Regions from separate parts of the Capsicum annuum genome. Here region 2 is linked to region 1. A link is a contact called in public Hi-C data. All regions are on one chromosome and are shown on one strand. The core of a region is the stretch at or near the end of the contact, and the rest is flanking DNA. Distances in the headings are between cores, read along the strand shown. Region 1 overlaps LOC124886441 (a long non-coding RNA gene). Region 2 overlaps LOC107854884 (long chain acyl-CoA synthetase 6, peroxisomal).

The links. Hi-C and Micro-C count contacts between places; a contact is called where the count stands out from the background.
Region 2: a Hi-C map of bud shows a contact between it and region 1, with 4 times the contacts expected there. The contact joins two enhancer-like sites. A contact is called at or near these places in 2 of 5 Hi-C or Micro-C datasets (bud and leaf).

The regions. Positions count from the first base shown.
Region 1 is chr8:153,382,025-153,385,117 of UCD10Xv1.1, forward strand. LOC124886441 (a long non-coding RNA gene) reads left to right here. Exons shown (of 4, transcript XR_007043613.1): 4 at 1-83. Among protein-coding and RNA genes, the nearest start is that of LOC124886441, 10 kb to the left of the region's middle. Within about 2 kb of position 1,382, at least 2 of the 5 cell types and tissues checked have an H3K27ac peak or open chromatin away from gene starts, as enhancers often do. A contact at or near this core is called in bud and leaf, where this site is marked.
Region 2 is chr8:153,513,194-153,516,387 of UCD10Xv1.1, forward strand. LOC107854884 (long chain acyl-CoA synthetase 6, peroxisomal) reads left to right here. Exons shown (of 23, transcript XM_016699881.2): 19 at 102-205; 20 at 280-365; 21 at 1,026-1,112; 22 at 1,222-1,308; 23 at 1,403-1,504. The coding sequence ends at 1,501. LOC107854883 (aminopeptidase P2) reads right to left here. Exons shown (of 13, transcript XM_016699880.2): 12 at 3,069-3,149; 13 at 2,302-2,589. The coding sequence ends at 2,518. Among protein-coding and RNA genes, the nearest start is that of LOC107854883, 11 kb to the right of the region's middle. Within about 2 kb of position 1,503, at least 3 of the 5 cell types and tissues checked have an H3K27ac peak or open chromatin away from gene starts, as enhancers often do. A contact at or near this core is called in bud and leaf, where this site is marked.

The DNA.
Region 1 (3,093 bases), core at 132-2,631:
GCTATGGTTGATCATGTTACTTTGAATTACTCTAAGAATCATTTGAACTGGTGTTCTAATAAAGATACTTGTCATTTATTTTATATGTGTGTGGGGTATGTGACATGAAATTACATGTTAGAATAGTTAAGTCGGTTGGCTCGGTAAAGTAAGGCACTAGGTGCCGTTCATGACTTTGTTGAGAGGACGGGTCGTGACATGTTACATGTTGTAATTATTGTGTTTTGTTAATTTAAACACGATTTTGATTATTACTTAAATTTTATTGTATTTATCCTTAAATCCATCTTTTAGAAATGATGAAAAAGTCATATTTTTGTGTAACAAATAATTTGGTGTACTTATTTCTATTTATTTATTTATTCTTTATTTATTACTATTTCATACTCTTTTCTTATCTTTATCCTATCATTTTGTAATAGCTCTACCATGTAGCCAACCATTTTTTTTTAGAACTGTAATGTCCGAATTAGCTTTCGCGCACCTCGACTAAATTCATGGAATACCTACCCCCTCCTGCCAGCAACAGATACCAGATACCAGATAACTCTGTCCACTGAGTCTAGGACATATTGTAAGAACAACTTAGTGTCTTTTTTGCCTGTGCTAGGATTCAAATGGGAGACTATGTATTCTACTTTTTTGTAGGTTTATTCTTCAAATTATTGATATTGTAAAATTATGTAGCGATGAAAAAGATATTATTGACTATCCAAATATTATATTTATTCAAGGCAAAATGATCTTCTGAACCCTTATACTATATTGGTTTTTTAAGTTGGACACTTCTACTTACATGTTTGTCATCTGGACCCTTTGACCCATTAAAAAGCAACATTTTAAACACTTTTTCGGTGAGTGTGTTACACTCGCTCCACGTCAGCTGTCACGTCGGCTGCCACATCTGTCACATCATTTTCCGTATCATTTTTATATATAAAAAATATTAAATATTAAAATAAATAAATAAACAAACACCCCCTTCTCTCTCTTCCCCCTTTTCTTTCTTTTTCTGCCTTTCCCGTTCTTTCTTTCTCCATTTCTTCTTTCTTCTTCTTTTTCTTATTCTTCTTCCTCCTCTTCTCATTCTTCTTTTCCTTTATCATCTTCATCTTGTTATTCTTCTTGCTCTACGAAAAAATTTAAAGTAAGGACCGAAAAATTTAAGAAGTATGAAAAGAAAGATTTTGAAGATTTTTGTGATTTGGGTGATTCAAGAAACTTGAAATTCAACGTAAAGATTCAATTTTTATGCTTTGTTTGAATTTTTTGTGATTTGGGTAATTTGAGAAATTTGAAATTCAATGTAAAAATTCAATTTTTATGCTTTATTTGAAATTTTTGTGATTTGGGTAATTCAATTTTTTTTTTGTTAAGAATTTTCATATCCAAAAGTTGAAGGTGGCGGAAATGAGAACGTTGCGTTGGATGTGTGGTCTTACAAGGGCTGACAGGGTTAGGAATGAGATTATTCGGGAGAAGGTGGGAGTGGTATTGCTACAGGAAAAAATGCGGGAAGTGAGATTGAGATGGTTTGGTCATGTGATGAGGAGGGGCACAGATGCCCCAGTTCGTAGGTGTGGGAGACTAGTGATAGATGGTTTCAAGCGGGGTAGGAGTAGACCGAAGAAATACTGGATAGAAGTGATTAGACGTGACACGGAGCAGTTACATCTCACTAAGAACATGACCCTGAATAGGAAGGTTTGGAGGAAAAACATTAGGATAGAAGGATAAGGTGGGTGGATGAATCGTAGTTCGTAGTTTGGAGGATTTTGGTGTCTTTTGTTTGGTAATGTACAATATTTTTGTGGATGTTGCATCTATGTTAGTTTTATCATATTTCATGCTTTAAATTTTTTTGTATATTGTCCTGTGTCTTGAGCCGGGGGTCTATTGGAAACAACATCTCTACTTCTTTAGAGGTAGTGGTATGGACTGCGTACATTCTATCCTCCCCAGACCCCACTAGGTGGGAATATACTGGATTTATTATTGTTGTTAATTGAACAACAACAATATCAACTACAACAAAGACTTGACAAAAAAAAAAACAAAGCAAAGACCCTCTTCAGGGATTGCCCAGATCTGCTGTGCGAAGGAAAAATGAGGAGTGAGTGCATAAATGGAAGCAATACGAGGAAGGGGAAGGAGGGAGAGACGTTTGTTGCTTTTGATGAGGAAGACAATGGCTTGTTTGAGTTCGAATGGAGAAGTGAAATGATGGACAATGGAGGGCGATTGTACATTGTTGTTGGCATCAATGGAGGGTTTGAATTGTTTTTGAGGGAAAATGGTGAAGTAGAGATGCTAAGGAAAGTAAATTTTTTGTACATTATTGTTGGTATCAAGTGGGGGGTGCTGGGATGAAGCTGGGTGGGGTTGGGGGTATTGGGACTGGGCTGGGTGGGGTAGGGGGTGCTGCGACGGGGCTGCGACGGGCGGGGGGTGCTGGGACGGGATTGGGTGGGCTGGGGGAGCGGCTGGATTGGGGGAGGGAGTTGGGGGTGACCTTTTTTTTATTATTATTTTTAAATTTTTTAAAATATTTTTAAATTTAAAAACTAAAAAAAATTGAGTGCTACTTTTTTTTTAAAAAAAAAAATTATTTTAATATAAAATTGGTCAAAAATTGACCCTCACTCGCACCCCAAGCGTGTGACTACACGCTCTTTGTCCTAGTCAGCATTTGAATGCCACATAGGCTTGGTCAATGGTCAAAGGATGTAAAATGTTGCTTTTTAATGGGTTAAAGGGTTCAGATGACAAACATGCAAGTAGAAATGTCCAACTTATAAAACCGACAAAGTACAGGGGTCCAGACGATCATTTTGCCTTTATTAAAACAAAAAACAAATACAGTACCCCTAATAATTCTATGGTTATCTTAATTATGCCATCAACGCTGAACATTTTTAAAACATGATACACGTCTCCACTCTTCTGTTTTCTTTTCTCTTGCCCTTATTATAAATAACTAGTTTAATGTACGTGCTTTGAACGTATAAATTATTTCAAGCAATTAAAAAAGTAATTAACGTTAAAATCAATGTGATATTTTAACTTAAATCAAAAGTGAAAATTCTTTTTATT
Region 2 (3,194 bases), core at 253-2,752, 130 kb after region 1:
GTTCTGAACTTTCATTTGGCCCTTTTGATATTAAACCATCCATCTTTCTGCGCCTTAATTGTCTTACATGGTAGAATGTTCTGAATGCTTATTGTGGACAGGAAGAAAAATATCTTCAAGTTGGCGCAGGGTGAATACATTGCCCCTGAGAAAATTGAGAACGTTTATGCTAAATGCAAATTTATTGCACAATGCTTCGTCTATGGTGAGCAGATTATAAGATTCTCTTTTACGGAATCATTAAACAATGTCCTTCACTCACTGTTGCTACATTCACAGGTGATAGCTTTAATTCCTCTTTAGTAGCGGTAGTTTGTGTAGAGCCAGATGTCTTGAAGGAATGGGCATCATCTGAGGGAATCAAGGTAACTCTTAATTTTCAACATTGCATTTACATCTTGTGAAATGCTTCACTTAAAGCAAACTTGAGTGGAGGTCATCATTAGAGTTTCGTGTTGCATTACATTTACCTTCATATTTTGAGTGTGCCATCTTTAACTCTGCACAGAGCACATGAGCTGCGGCCCCAACACCACGTTTGTAAAAATAAATAAATCACAACTTGCTTCTAGAGCTTCCCCTAAAATATACTGGTAATTCATGTCTGGCTAACTTTTGATCCTGCTAATGGCGTATTTCTATACATTCCTATGGTCAAGTGAAATCTAGGAAATTGACATTTATGTCACTAAGCACAATAAAATATGTAGTCACCATGTTACGTAAAGCCACTAAAGCAAATACAATACTTCCAAGTGTCAGTGAAACAATAAAAACGTCTTGATGCTTTTCATGGAATACATCACTTCATCCCAAAAGAAGAAACTTCTTAAATATAAACTTATCGCATATCTAAAACTCATTAGTTACAAAAAATTAGTCATCTGACCTGCTCTTCAGAATTTAGTTTTATCATATATAGCTGTAAACAAATAAAACTTCAGGCTATGGTGTTGAAGATATTTGTCTGTCATTTTCTGAGAAGCTAGTTGATCCATTTCCCTTTGTTGATGTGATGTCTCCAGTATGAAGATTTGGGACAACTTTGCAATGATCCAAGAGCAAGGGCGGCAGTTCTTGCTGAGATGGATGCTGTCGGAAGGGATGCTCAGGTAATTTATTTTACTTTGGCTTTCTTTTACCTGGGTGTGAGTTTCTTAAAATGCCAATTGAATCTCTCAGTCGATCAGCAAATGATGCTCTCTTTTTACTGCTATACAGTTGAGAGGTTTTGAATTTGTAAAAGCTGTAACATTGACTATCGAGCCTTTCACAATTGAAAATGGTCTTCTTACTCCCACGTTCAAGGTAATTGACTTTGTCTCAATGTTTAAACTTTAAGGGGGGGAGGCATGAATATGATTTTGCTGATGTACTTTTTCTACTCTGTTCCAATTTCCAGGTTAAGAGACCGCAGGCGAAGGCTTATTTCGCCAAAGCTATATCTGATATGTATAATGAGCTTTCTACATCAGATCCAGCATCCCAGAAAGCACTATGACCTTAAAAAAAAAAAGCAACCGAGAAGGCTTCAGCTGTTCACCCCTACTTTCCATTCTTCGAAATAAATACCAAACAAATGATTATTGTAGAATAGAAAAGAAAGCTCACAGGATTTATTGAGTCTCGAGTTAATAGATTTCTTCTTGTAATGTGCACGGTGTCCAAATAATATAAATTCACCATAAGTTTTTCTGAAGATATAAATAGTTTTAACCTTTGATAGTTGATGGCAATGTTGTCAATAAAGCATGTAAAAGGGGATGAATCTTTGAAGAATTTTAACACCGTATTCTACCATTGGTGGCGGAAATTGCTCTCGCTAAACGATTAAAGGACCTCTGGACACTATTTTCTAAAATTGTCTCGAATTTTTATCTGAATAATAGAGTAGTTGCTGATACTAGAAACATTGTGTACGTTTTCCCCATATTTCCCATCCCAACTGCATTATGCAGCATTTGGCTGCTATCTGTCCATCAAGCGTCTGAGTGCCTCACATCATATATCGATGAACAAGCCTACTTTGAGCAGCCATTCTTGTAGGCGGAAGGACAGCCTAAGACGGCAAAAACCAGTTCCAGTATCGGAGGGTGGAACGCATTACAAATGTTATGGCTGGTTGAAGATCGGATAGCAAAAAGGTGTTGGATGCATCTAGGTTGAGATTGTGCTCCTGGAATTACATAGTAGTACAACTTATAAGGACGAAAAGTTAATGATTGAAAAGAGAACTGAGCATATTGCTTTATGCCTTATAAAATGACAGCGTGACACAATAAACTCATTCAGGCGCATGGATTTGGCTTATAGCCTACAACACAATATTGTATATCCTTTAACGTCCTTAATAATGCTAGACGTTCATGGTATATTGTACAATAAAGTTCATTGACCTGTCTAGAACGTATATCAGTAGCTGTAACTCTTAATTATCAAATTATTGATCTCCAATGTATGTACAAGAATTGATGAATGATGGAACATCGTATTATTGACAGAGTAGGTATACAGGAATTACAGCTTTGTAAGAGGCTGTGTGTTGTTCCAAAGCCATTGACGTGCAGAACCATCCACCAGAGGTGAAACCTAAAGATGATCTCCAGTTAGCTAATAGCAGTCTTAAACATCAAAAAAGCAACCACGAAAATTTAACTATTTCACTTGGCTTTCTGGACCGAGGAAACAGAAAACAGGTGTTGTACACATTATCATTCACAAACAACTATGGTGACGAAAGAGCAGCTTCTTAAAACCTCAGCAATTCTACCCCCTCAACCTAAAGCAGATGACAGCACAATAACAGCATATGAGGAATCATATGCCAGCAGCACCAGTGAACTGCTACGACGCAACAACATGACCTGGACTCTATGATATTCTAGATTACAGTGCAAAGTGATTGCGCAGGGTTTTCTTTGCATGGAATATAATCCCCGCTTGGTAGTCAAGTGAGGTTTTTGTTCATTTTTTTTTATCAAGAAAAAAAATAAAATTGTGCTCATTTTATACAGAACATAACACACATCATCGGAAGAAGAACAAAATAAATCCTCTTGGATGCTTACCTTTTCCCAAACTTGCAAATGGTAACTATTTAGCCACTCTACTTCCACAACAGAGAGCAAAGATATGTCCACCAATTTAGTCTGGATGATGGCAAGCAAAAGATAGTCATATCAGTACAAATTATT